Linked DNA regions of Sus scrofa: regions 2 and 3 are each linked to region 1. The links are chromatin contacts, called in public HiChIP or PLAC-seq and promoter capture Hi-C maps. All regions are on one chromosome and are shown on one strand. The core of a region is the stretch at or near the end of the contact, and the rest is flanking DNA. Distances in the headings are between cores, read along the strand shown.

What was found. Promoter capture Hi-C pulls out the DNA fragments that hold promoters and counts their contacts. HiChIP or PLAC-seq counts read pairs in DNA pulled down with a chosen protein or histone mark.
Region 2: a contact with region 1 is called in a promoter capture Hi-C map of fetal liver, with 5 times the contacts expected there. The contact joins the promoter of MFN1 here to the promoter of TTC14 in region 1. A contact is called at or near these places in 1 of 5 promoter capture datasets (fetal liver) and 1 of 2 datasets of contacts at active chromatin or transcription factors (skeletal muscle).
Region 3: a contact with region 1 is called in an H3K27ac HiChIP or PLAC-seq map of skeletal muscle, with 6 times the contacts expected there. The contact joins the promoter of GNB4 here to the promoter of TTC14 in region 1. A contact is called at or near these places in 1 of 5 promoter capture datasets (fetal skeletal muscle), 1 of 47 Hi-C or Micro-C datasets (heart right ventricle) and 1 of 2 datasets of contacts at active chromatin or transcription factors (skeletal muscle).

The regions. Positions count from the first base shown.
Region 1 is chr13:118,612,391-118,616,760 of Sscrofa11.1, forward strand. TTC14 (tetratricopeptide repeat protein 14) reads left to right here and starts at 2,004. Exons shown (of 12, transcript XR_002338123.1): 1 at 2,004-2,353; 2 at 2,816-2,940; 3 at 3,033-3,232; 4 at 4,112-4,196; 5 at 4,292-4,370. LOC102167959 (a long non-coding RNA gene) reads right to left here and starts at 2,028. Exons shown (of 7, transcript XR_002338126.1): 1 at 1,913-2,028.
Region 2 is chr13:117,404,008-117,408,377 of Sscrofa11.1, forward strand. It overlaps MFN1 (mitofusin 1), which reads left to right and starts at 2,030. Exons shown (of 17, transcript NM_001315732.1): 1 at 2,030-2,141. The coding sequence starts at 2,030. LOC110256374 (a long non-coding RNA gene) reads right to left here and starts at 540. Exons shown (of 3, transcript XR_002337762.1): 1 at 265-540.
Region 3 is chr13:117,511,265-117,515,634 of Sscrofa11.1, forward strand. It overlaps GNB4 (guanine nucleotide-binding protein subunit beta-4), which reads right to left and starts at 2,123. Exons shown (of 10, transcript XM_021069860.1): 1 at 1,793-2,123.

The DNA.
Region 1 (4,370 bases), core at 754-3,253:
ACACCAATATTAGATGTTCAAGGTATGGGGTGGTTGGAGGTTACTCTGGTGTTGGAATCAGGAAAAAGAGTAAGCCAGATCCCATAGAGATGAAGGCATGTGCTACTCAAGAATGGCCTCACAAGGTGGCATTCTCAAACTAAGTGCCACTGTCCAGCATCTGGTTCACTGTCCAGACACTGGCTTCTCAGTCCCTCAGAGATAATTAGATCCCTAATAACAGATCAACCCTAACTAAAATCACATTATCTTATTTATCAGATAAGATATAATGCACATAGTTCCTTTTTCGTGTTAGCTTTCCTTTTCACAGACAGCACCCTCTTTCCTAAAAACAGCCATTGTCTAGAGCTATAGCTTAACACAAATCAGTTTGCAGCACTGTTTAAACTTCCCTGATACACCCCTAGTGGCTTGAAATTTATTATCTTTTTTTTTCCTTTTTTTTTTTTTTTTTTTTTTTAATGGCATGGAAGTTCCCTGGGCCAGGGACTGAATACAAACCCTAGCTGTGACCCATGCCCCAGGTGGAGTAAAGCTAGATCTCTTAATCCACTGTGGCAGGCTGGGGATCAAACACACACTTTTGCAGCCACCTGAGTCACTGCAGTTGGATTCTTAACCCACTACACCACAGTGGGAACTCTGAAATTTATTATCTTTTAAACTTACATTCTTTATTCCATTTTCTCAAGTCTTAGTAGACTGTTTACCTTTTTGCTTGGATTTTTTACAAAACAGTGTGAAGTTATTCACTAGGTCTGGGTCTTCTATCCAGGTGGTGAGACAGTGAAGGTCAAAGAGATCTCACCAAATACACATAGCTGGAGAGGTGGAAAAATAACTGCTGCTATTTATTTTTGCTCAAAAGGCCTAAACTACACATATTTAAATAGTACAGATTTTAATATACTGCAATAAAACAAAAACGCATTATCTCAGTATTAGAATAAGTTAGCCCTTCCATATAATAAAAACATTTTGTCTAGCAACTCTGAAATTTATTCAGACCTACGTTAGAATTCTAACTCCAGCCTTTTGCCAGCTGGGTGACGCTGAGCAATTTATTGAATCTCTTGATCGTTTTCCTCAGTCTCTAAAATGAGAGTACAAGGAGGTACAGTGGTTAGGTTCTCAAGTCAATAAGTAAGGGATAGGGTGGGGGTAGTTCCTCCACAGTGGTGCCGAATGCAGCGGTTTGGGTCACTGTGGAGTTGTGGGTTGCATCCCGGCCCCAGTAGGTTTAAGGATCCCACGTTGCCACAGCTGTGGAGTAACTTGCAGCTATGCAATAGGTTACAGCTGGGGCTCCTGTTCAGTCTCCTGTGCCTGGGAACTTTCATAAGCCGCGGGTATGGCAATTAAAAAAGGGAAAAGGGGGCAAAGAGCCTAAGTCACAATTACCTTTGAAAATCACCTGAATTACACTTAAGTATTTTAATATTGATTTCAACGGAAACAAACTATATAGTAAACTTTATGGACACTAAATTTTGAGAAACCACTTAGAGAAATAAAAAGAATGTATATATGCAATGTCTAGGCATTAAAGCCATTCTGGTTTTAAATTAAATCTAAAATCACTAACAGTGATCAAGATATGGATGGAGAACACAACTCCGGTGCTTAACAAATGTTAGTGTCCTTCCTTTCTTCCGCCCTTTAGCCTACCAGGAAATTTCCCAGAGCGGTCGTTTTAACGTGGTTGTGCCTGAGGCGTAGGTAGTGGTTTACCCAGCAAGTACCTGAGGGAAGAAACTTTAAGGTTTGGGGTTCTCATCCTGACACTGGCACTTGGAAGGTCCTCGCTAACAAGATAATGAATTATTTACCACAGATTAGAGCTCAGACCGTTTCAATGCACTAACACCTCGGAAATTTTAAGAAACAAACTTGTCACACGCAACGCTACCTCAGAGCCGTAGTTGGCCCTTAGCTCCGGAAAACCTTGACCAATCCTTCCGGCTTCCGTAATCTCGCTCAATTTCGCGAGACCGAGACTGGCTGCGCGGCACCGCCGCTAGGGGCGGATTCAGAACACTTCCGGGAGGTCACTCTGTAGGTGTCTGGGATGTATGCTTCCGGCGGCTTGCAGGCTCCCTCCTCAGATTCCGGGACCACCCGGCTGAAGTAGTGGGCCCAGAACAGTGGACAGGCAGCCCATTGGTTGTTGGGCCCAGCCGTCTCTCACCATGGACCGGGACCTTCTGCGGCAGTCACTGAATTTCCACGGGCCTTCATTGCTCTCCCTGCTCCGGAGCGAACAGCAGGACAATCCGCACTTCCGGAGCCTCCTGGGCTCGGTGGCAGAGCCTCCGCGGGGCCCGCCACCCCAGCAGCAGTTACAGGGCAGGTAATGGGATAGGGGCGCCGCTGCGAGACGGGGAAAGGGGACAGCTCGGGGTTCCACTGCCGCAGTCGGGCGCCTGAGCCTTCTAGGAGCGGAGCGGTGTTGTGAGCGCGTGGTGATTGTGGCGCTGGTTCCGAGGGCAGTGTGGAGGAGGGTTCACACTCCTGGTGTGAGGGCAAGATGGGGACTGAACTTTTTAAATCTGGTACTGCCTACCGGAGGCGCTGATTCTTTAGTAAAATCCCCCGGGGCTTCTGTATCTGGAACTGCGCGGGTGTCACATTTTTTATGTTTCCCCGCCCTCTATCTGGGCTGGCAAATGAGGTTAAAACATTTTTTCAGAAGGCGTACGGCCAAGAGCTTAAGATGGACCCGATTGGGCATTGAAAACCGAGAGCAGAAGCTTGGACGTACTAAAAGGTTTTGTAGATAAACCAGTTTTCATAACTTTTGTTTTTTTTTAAGAAAAGAGAAGAAAGTTGACAACATTGAAATACAAAAATTCATTTCCAAAAAAGCGGATCTGCTTTTTGCACTTTCCTGGAAATCAGGTACACCTACAACTTCTGAAATTAATGAAGATAATGAAGGTGAGTTTTGATTGCGGTTTGGTTTAACACCACTTCAAGTGAAATCGAATGCAAAGCTGTTGTTAGTACTGTTTTGTTAATTATTTTTTCAGATCATTATGCAGTCATGCCACCTTTAGAGCAGTTCATGGAGATACCTGGTATGGACCGAAGAGAGCTGTTTTTCCGAGATATTGAGCGTGGTGATATAGTGATTGGAAGAATTAGTTCCATTCGGGAATTTGGGTTTTTCATGGTGTTGATTTGTTTAGGCAGTGGCATTATGAGAGATATATCCCACTTAGAAATCACAGTAAGTTACTCACTCTTCAGTTATTTGATTGTCTCTGTTTTTGATAACGTGTCATCTCAATGCAAGAATTATGTCTTTGTATCCAGTTGTAATTAAGTGTATTCTGCAGACATAGTTTTGAGAAATAAGTATTATTTGGAGAAAAATAAAGCACTATTTCTTTTTAAAAAATTATTGGCAGTAATATAGTTATCTACTCCTCCACCACTTCTAGTTTTAGGGGTTTGGGTTGGGAGGGGTGGTGACCTTTTTAAAATGCTCAAAAAGATACCAGTGGACATGATGAGATTGGTAACCTGTGGTTATTCTAGATGAACGTTACCTTTATTAGCATTTGCTACTAGATATCTGCACGTGGACAATTTAAAAACAAATCCACTATCTATGAGATACTTTGCCCAAAGTAAATGACCTGAATTTAAAACATTTCACTTTAATTTAAAAGGTTTGATATTTATTGTCTATTAAGACAGATGAAAATGGAAGAAAAGCAGAAGGTATCGCCAACTAGATAACAGACCTAACCTTTGGAGAATTCACATTTCATTTTCATTGGAACTCTCCTACCTGCTGGACAAATTTTAATTTTATATTTAACAAGCACAAAATACCTTTTGGTTTCATAATCCGTGCTTATATTTGGGTCCTAAAACTAATTGCAAATTTCATGAGATTTTAGTTTTTTAACTGAACTAGAAAATTTATTGTGTTTGGGCACAGAAATTATTAAAATCCTTATTTAAATTTAAACTTTAGGGTGATAATTGTTTTCTTAATTTTTCTGTCAACTATCAGCTATTTATACTGAATAATTAGAATAAAAGAAGACACTTTCACTGAATATGGAATGTCTGGTATTTTAAAAACTTTTCATTGCAGGCTCTATGTCCATTAAGAGATGTGCCTTCTCTCAGTAACCATGGGGATCCTTTATCATATTACCAGACTGGTGACATCATTCGAGGTGATCAGTTTCATAATACTAATAAAAAAGTAACAGTTGTCAGATTTATGTTTGCATTGCCTTGTTAATCAACTTAATTTTTTCATTTTTTTAAGCTGGAATCAAGGATATTGACAGATATCATGAAAAGCTTGCAGTATCTCTATATAGCTCATCTCTTCCATCACACCTATC
Region 2 (4,370 bases), core at 780-3,279, 1.2 Mb before region 1:
TACCATAAAGTAGGTGATATTAGCACTATGATTTGCAAAACTGCCTCACTTGCCAACTCCAAAAAGACATCCTGGGACTTTCCTTTGAGCCATGTGCAGACCAGCAGCAGAAGCTCTCCACAGATGTTAGAAATGCACCTACCCACCTCACTTCTAACCCAATGAATCAGAATCTGCACTTTAACAAGATCCCTACATACAAAATTCCTAAGTACAAAATTTGAGAAGCACTAGTCAAGGATACATCAATTTTCTAATTCTCACCTCTAATACAACAAACACACACAGCTGTGCTCCAACCTCAAGAAGAGGGTGGTGATGAGGTCAAAAAGTTTTCCTTTATTGTTGCTGGCCAGGAAGCAGGAATCCTTGTCTGGGACCCCCAACTCCACCTCATCTCGCTCCTCTTCCTTTCAGGTCTTCCTCATTAAAGCAGCCACTGGCAGATAGCTATGCCTAGGCTGGGCAGTTTGGGAAACTTTTAAGGGAAAGTGTGGACAAGCAGAAGTTCCGGATAACCGTGAAAACGTTTTTGTGGAAGCATTCCCTACCTCAACTCCTTGACTTCTGCCCTTAAGAAAAATGGCGCTCCGCGTACACGCACTTCCGGTTACGGAGCCAAACAAAATCGGGGAGGGCAGGAGACCGGAAGTGACTGTCCTCTCGCCTCTCCTCCCGCCTCCTCCCAGTCTTCCACCTTCTCTTGGGAGAATGAGGCGGGTTGAGGGCTGTGGCCGAGCTGCGGTTGCTGGGTGACAAGTCGGACCTGAGACAGGGTGAGTGCTTGTCGCCTCGGCTACTTGCGGGTTCCCTGCTCGGGGTGACCTTCTTCTGGCCCGGGCTGTGGGGCGGGGAGTCGTGCGCGGGGCGCTCTGTGACGAGGCGCCGCCGCGGTCCTGCGGAAAGGAGCGAGCCAGCGGGGTCGTGAGCGGGGCCAGAGGCCGGGTCAGGCCCGCAAAGTCCGCGAGCCCGAAGCCCGCGCCCCCGGTGCGGCGGAGAGTCTGGCTGCGAGCCCTGCTGGCGGAGCTCCCGCGGCCCGTGTGGAGGGCGGGGAAGGCCCTTTCCTAAGGTAGGTGTTCACACCCAGCTGAACCGGGTTGTTGCCCTCTCTGTACTTTCTCACGCGGCTCCTTCATTGACGCTTTGGAAGGCTCAGCCTTCTTTACGGACATTCTGCTCCATTTTACACACATGCACACCAGGGTCAGACTGGTTTGTGATCGCTTTTGTTTGGTATCTTTTCATGAAAAGCTGTCATAATTTTTTTTTAATTTATATTCCTTTAAGTTCTTGGTACTATGGCTTGCTTTAAGGTTTGCCTCCTTATTTGTTGTGTTGAGAACTGCTGCTTTTTAAACGTTTGTATTGCATTATGATCTTGGAATTCATTTCCTTGCTCTGCATATCCACCTCCACCCAACCAGAGGTCCAGGTTGAGAAACTTAGTGTTTGTGAACTTGGCTTCATCTCACTCATCCTGTTCCCAGATGTAGTTAAGAATCAGAATTTAGCCAGATTCATTGTCAGTAAAGGGAGCTAAAGTAGAAATTGCAACCAAGATTTTGGCCAACAGAGTTCATTTATTTTAATGGAATATCACCCCAAAGTAGTCTTTGACTAAAACACCTTTCCCCCCCAAAGAACAGTCATCTAAAAGTTTTTTGGGGAGTTCCTATAGTGGCTCAGAGGAGACTAATCTGACTGGCATCCATGAAGGACACATGTTCAATCCCTGGCCTCTTTCAGTGGGTGAAGGATCTGGTGTTGCCACGAGCTGTAGTGTAGGTTGCAGAGGCAACTTGGATCTGCTGTGGCTGTGGCTGTGGTGTAGGCCAGCAGCTGTAGTTCTGATGGGACTCCTAGCCTGTAAACCTCCAAATGCCGCAGGTTTGACCCTAAAAAAGACAAAAAAGAAAAAAAAAAAAAGTTTTTTGGAAGTTTTGTTAAGGAGAATATGTTGCTGGAAAGTGCCCTTAATTCAGATGTCTTTTATCATCAAGTTTAATTTGTACTTTTTATTTTCAGCATAATGGCAGAAACTGCTTCTCCACTGAAGCACTTTGTGCTGGCTAAAAAGGCAATTACTGCAATCTTTGAACAGTTACTGGAGTTTGTTACTGAAGGATCACATTTTGTTGAAGGTTAGTTCCTCTAAATTTTTCAAATAATTACTTTTGAAAATCCATAAAGGTGCTTTATTTTTTCAGCCTGGGTTACTGAATACATGTAGGGCTTTGTAACACATAAAACCCACCACTTTTCTGCCCACCAAGTGAGGAAGATTGACTTATATTAATAGCAACTAAGAAAAAAGTGCTTGTGTGTGAGGTACTGTTCTAGGCATTTTATTGTATTATTAACTCAACTCTCAAATCAGCACTGAGACAGATTTTAATCTCACTTATTTTAAAGATAAAGGAACTAAGGCACAGAAAAGTTAAGTGACTTAGCCAAGATCACATAGCTGGTAAATGCCCAGACTAAAAGCCGGGTAGCCCACATTGAATCAGTATACTTATCTTCCTTATCCACTTAGCAGGTAAACTAAGATCTCAGACAGACCTGTCTTATCCTCTCAAATGAGGCTGGGATGCAGTGGGAAAAGGGCAAAAGGAGTTATCTTAACGTGGGTGTAGCTATTCAAATAGAGGTGATAATGTCATACTCTATGGTATATTACTTTAGAGATAATGTTGACCTTCAAGCATACAGTGAAAAGGGAGGGGTTCTGTAAACTCTGCTGACTGTGGGAAAACATTTGGTAGAATCAAACTTCTTTTCCTAATCCCTTTTCACTAGATTTTGAATTCCTAGAGAGTGCGAATCCTGCCTTATCATTCTCTCCCTGTCACCAGATCTGACACAATTCAAGTTTTGTTGAATAAGGGAAAAAAGTACTGGTACAGAATCTTGATTTTTCAATTTGGAAATAATTTGAGCTGACACAGTGACTTTGAATAGTATTTTATTCTAAAAATTTAAAATAAAGTGAAAAGGAAGTTAAATTTAACATCTGTATATTGAGCCTGTTAAGTAGGTTAAGTATTATGTAGGAGATAATGAAATGGCAGCTGTAGAATGTAAATTGGGTTCACTTTGAGCCAGTAGACACAACCAAGCCAAAGATCAGGACAAAGAAGGATTTATTACTTGCAGCAATTTAGGAGAACACTGGGGATCTTTCCTGCAGCTCTGTCTCTCTGAACAGCAAAATTGGGGAAGTTTTAGGCTAAGAGTACGTACATAATTCAAGTGGCTTGAGTGGAGGAGAATTCAGGGGAGAATTGGGGCAAAGATCAACAGAGTCCAAGTCTTGGTTGATTGAAGTGAGGAGGGTCAGCGTCATCACTTGGTTCTCTGCCTGAATAGGGGCCTTAGTTCCTGCAGAACTCATGTATGTTATTATAGGATTTGTCTTGTGGTGCAGCGAGTTAGGGATCCAGTGTTGTCACTGCAGCTGCTCAGGTTGATGCTGTGGCATGGATTTGTTCCCTGGCCCCGGAACTTCCGAATGCTGCCAGTGTGGAGAAAAAAAAAGATTTATTCTTAACATATATCTCTTGAGGAGGAACTGGGACTCTGCTTTATCACTGTACTCTTGTTTGACTTCTTTTTCTCTGTTCCTGCATTCATTCCCTGCCCTTAAGATCTTTGATTACTAAGACCTGTTAAGGGCAGGCATTGTGGTTAGGCTTAGATCACAAAGTGGCTTAGGCCAGAATGTCTTCTCTTATGTCAAAAAAGCCATTTTGGCTCTCTTTCTCTGGGGAACCTCTAGCTTATCTACTTACCACTGGTTCTAGAACCTCAGGAAAAAATGTTACAAAAAAAGAGGCAAAGTAGGTGAATCAGGAATAACAGAAAAGCAGGAATAAAATGAAAATCAAAGATGAATATAATGTTAATTTAAGCCACTCTTAGCTTTTTTCACCAAGTTGCACATATTAATGTATTTGACAAGTTGATGAGATCTGTAAAGCTTAAGTTTAAATAGGGGGTTACCCTCTAAGTTATGTCCGTATTTGTCTCTAATTAGGACCATTTAGATAACCAAATGAATCTCCCTGTTTTCACCTTTAAAATGAGATGATAAAAATATAAATGTAAAAATGTATATTTCTGAAATATAAACAAAGCTGAGATACTTTTCTGCTTTCAGATCTTTGCTTTCCCAGCTACTCCCCTCTTTGGAGGAAAGACATCTGGGGCTGGGGTAGGCAGTTTCTCCCAAACCTGACAGGAGTGAGAAACAGTCTAGAATTCTCTTTTCATGTTAAATGAGCTGTCTTGCTCCACCCCTGTGGGAAGCAGAAAAGATAAGGAGGTCTTACCCAGCTTGAAGACCCCCTGAACTCTATTTTGGGGAAGCT
Region 3 (4,370 bases), core at 873-3,372, 1.1 Mb before region 1:
GACATACTAAAGTGCCAATGATTTCAAAGAAATAATTCTGGGGAGATGTTGCTCAAATGGTAAAAACTTCCGTTTATAAGGTTAGTAAGTTCTGGGGATTTAATGTACAGCATGGTGACTATAGTTAACAATACTTGTATTAACAATACTGTATTGCATACTTGAAAGTTGCTAAAAGAGATGTTAAATGTCCTCACCACATACGTGCACATGCACAGACACACACACACACAAAAGTAATTACATGAGGTGATGGATGTATTAACTAACCTTATTATGGTAATCATTTTGTAATTTATATGTATATTAAATCATCACATTGTATACCTTACACTTACACAATGTCATGTTAATATCTCAATAAAGCTGGAAAAAATAATAAAAGAAGCAATTCTGTAAGTTAACAAAGGCTAACTCAGAACAATCTCCTAAATAACACCTATGGCTCACAGACATGAACATAAATGTATCACACTCAGATTAAATAATTTCATAAATGTGTGTATACAAGAGAATTAAAAGACATTTAATAAAATGATATTTTTAAAGTTCCTATTTCACTTTCAAATTCATCTACAAACCAAAATGCAACATGTAAAGTCTTTAAATGATCTGTAACCAAATACTGAAATATACAATAAACTTTCAGAGCCCAGGATCAGTAATAAACCAAAAGCCCCACACTGAAAAGTCTAAAAAATAAAAATATGCAATGGCGAAGAGATTCAAAGCATACAACTTTACCTATACAGACTATTGTTTTCCTTGGCGACTAGAAATGACTTCTCTTTCATCTTAAAGAAGGAGAGTGTGCTCTGTTTCTGTTCTAAAAGACACACTTAAAGGTCACAATCTCAGTTTGCAACACTAAGATGGACCGATAGTAAAGCGTTCTAATCAACAATTCAATGCCGAATGTCTTAAGAAAACTTTCCAGTAGGGTGCTAATTCACAGACCGAGCTATTCTGCCAGTGGAGGGAGAAAGATGCGTCCACACCCTTTATTAAAAGAGAAAGGGAAGGAGTAGGAAAAAAGGGAAGAGAGAGATGCAAAATAACAAACTGCTTCTATAAACAAATTTAAGCCTGTTTTTAAACTTTTGGGAATTCTATCTTCCTTTACCGACGGAAGAGCAATAAATATCAAAGCACAAGGAAATTATTTGTGTTCTGAAGCAGAAAAAGAACGTGGAGAGAAAAGGAAAACATTTTATCATGTGTTGAACTTAAAAGTATTCAAAATTCTTAACACCCCCCCTTACTGTGCATCATATTTCCAAAATAAATTTAACACGAAACTAATGGACTCATTTTTAGCACTCAGTGGAGAACTTTTATGAGCTCTCCCAGGGCTCTCGACCCAATAACCCTTTTGGGCAGCCCTGAATAATCGCTATCCTCAGGACAAACACCAGCTCGCGTTCCAGTGCCCCGAAGGGACCTCGGGGTGCGGAGAGGCACCTAGGGGTCGAAAGCCCAGGGACCATGGCTCACCCCCTCGCTGCCCAGAGCGAGCGGTCCCAAGGGCCTAGGAAGTGTCCGAAGCTGCGGCCAAACGGCCGGTCCCTGCACTAGAGCGCCACCGAGGCGCGCCCGCCCCGTCCTCCCAGGCAGGGTTCGCCGACCGGAGCTCCCAATCCTCGGGTCAGGAGGAACTCTGCCGGACCCGGGCCGCCTCCAGGGCCGAGTTCCGCCGGGGCAGCCTCGCGGCGCCTCACGCCCCCCTGCAGGAAGCCCGAGATGCCCCCGCGGGGCGCACCGACCAGCCGCAGCTTGCGCGGCAGCCGCCTACCTGGAGGGAGCTCGGGCCGGCTTGGACCCGGCGTCCGAGGGTCGGCTGGGCGCCTCGCAGCTCCTGGCGCACGGACCGGGCGTGCGGAGCGCAGCGCAGCGCACCGCCGAGACCAACGCCGCGGAGATCCGCCGACCACACCCAGGCCCGCGCCGCCCAGCAGCCAACTCTGCGGCGCGCGGGGCCGGGGCGGGGACGTGGCTTGAGGCGCGAGGCGCGAGGCACGAGGCGCGCGGGTCCCGCGGGGACGCGGCGCGGGCGCGCGCAGACCCCTGAGCGTGCGCGGCCTGGGCAGGGGGCGAAGGCAGCTGGCGCTGCGCACAGCTTCTGCTTCCTATTTTCTATCTCGTTTCCTGCTAGAAGGAGAAGAAAAACATTAATTCCCAGGCAGTTTCGTTTTCTTGGTGCAGCGCCTGGACGACGGAGCACACTTCTGAGTAGCGCCCAAGTGGGTTGGCCAGTTTTCCTTCCCGGCACAGTACAGGCCTCAGTTTGCTTGAGGGTAGGGCAGGGGGGCTGACTTAGAAGATCTCAAGGTCCCGCTTAGGTTTAACATTTCTGGAATTTTAAATGTAAGAGAGTAAACTGAAGCCCAGAGTCTTACAAAATTGCACTGCAATCCCAGCTCTAATGTCGCTAGTTTTGTGATCCTGTACCGTCTCAGGGCCTTAGTTTCACCGGCGAAATAGGGATAGTGTATCTGCCTCATAAAGGTGCTAAAATTTTTAATGAGATAACATTTAAACAGAGCCTACCTCTGAATAAATAATCAATGCTTGGAAGTTGTTACTATTGTCACTGATGAAAGGAGGCCTTCCAGATAACCCCATCAAGTCACTTGTCTCTGCATGAGTTAAAACATCACATGCAACCGACTTTTCCCACATTTCTCTGGGTGTTTTATGTTTAAAATGTCATAAAATGAATGCATCTACCAAATTTGCTTCCTCTGAAGTCAGTACCGCCCGGGAGCAATTTTCCTCTCCCCACCCCCATCTTTCTTCTGAGTTAATTCCAGTTTGACAGACTGTTGCTATAGCATTCCTTCTCTGACGTCAAACAATTTAAAGAAACAGCCCTGGGTAACGAAAACTGCAGAGGAGTTCTTTGTCGAGTTTCTGTGCTGGAGAAAGGTTTGAACAATATCTTCAGAGAACTTTAACACCTCCGCAGCCTTCCATTTCTTCTTCAGCAGCTTCCCACTATCACCTGGAATAAATCTTCTAGTACCTTTGTGATGAATGCACCCTGACTGAAGCTGTGGAGAAAATGTGACCCTTTGTATAAAAGCCAGACCATAACAAAAATGGAAACAGCTGTGGTACTAGGATGATAAAATTATAGGGTTCCCCCCCAAATTTTCATTTCTTAATGTGGGGTGTCTGGAAGGTTGATTGGGACCTGAATGGGTCCTTTGCAACTGTAACTGTTTATAGATTTTAATGATTAAATCTTGAGCTTTGTCATTTTTAGGAGGAAGCAAAGGAAAATTGTTATTTATTTAAGAAATTCCTATTATGTACCAGACTCCCTGCTTTCTTCTTTCTTTCTTTCTTTTCCTTTTTTCTTTTTTTCTTTTTTTTTTTTTTTTTTTTTTGACTTTTTGCCTTTTCTAGGGCCACTCCCAGGGCATATGGACGTTCCAAGGCTAGGGGTCTAATCTGAGCTGTTGCTGCCGGCCTACGCCAGAGCACAGCAACTTGGGATCTGAGCCACATCTGCAACCGACACCACAGCTCACAGCAACTCGGGATCCTTAACCCACTGAGCAAGGCCAGGGATCGCATCCACAATCTCATGGTTCCTAGTTAGATTCGTTAACCACTGAGCCACGACGGGAACTCCAGACTCCCTGCTTTCTGATATTGTATTATTCTCATACTGACTTTACAATGTGCATTCTATCCCCATTTTACAGATTAGTAAATTGAGGCTCAGTGAGATTATGGCATTTACCTAGAATTATACAGAAAGTGTCATAGCCTTACATGGAATCCAGATTGGGTTGACTCCAAAGCCAACTTTCTTTTTATTTTCTTTTTTTCCTACAGCTACACCTCCACCATGTGGAAGTTCCCAGGCCAGGGTCGAACTGGAGCTGGAGCTGCTGGCCTACACCACAGCCACAGAGCACCAGATCTTTAACCCACTGAGTAAGCCAGGGATCAAACCCACATCCTCGTAGATACTAGCCATGTTCTTAACCCGCTGATACACAACTGGAACTCCTAAATCCCACTTTCTTTAAGATTCTTCTCTGTCTTATTCTCATGCGACTGGCACTTAACAGATATCATAGGTCTTTGAGAGGTGATTAGGTTAAGATTATTAGTTGAAAAACAAGTTGCTTGTATTTAGGAAAACCCAGTGGAAAGTACTGAGATATTCTAGTCTAGAAAAGATGAGGGGAAATATAAATCAACATCTTCTAAACACAAAAACATGAGATGGTACAAGAATTTTACTGACCATTATTTGAAGATTTGAGATGACTTCTATGATGAGTTTGACCTTCCTGAAAATTTGATGTGGACAGAGAAATTACTAGAAGAATAAAGTCCAAGTACAAAAAAGGAAA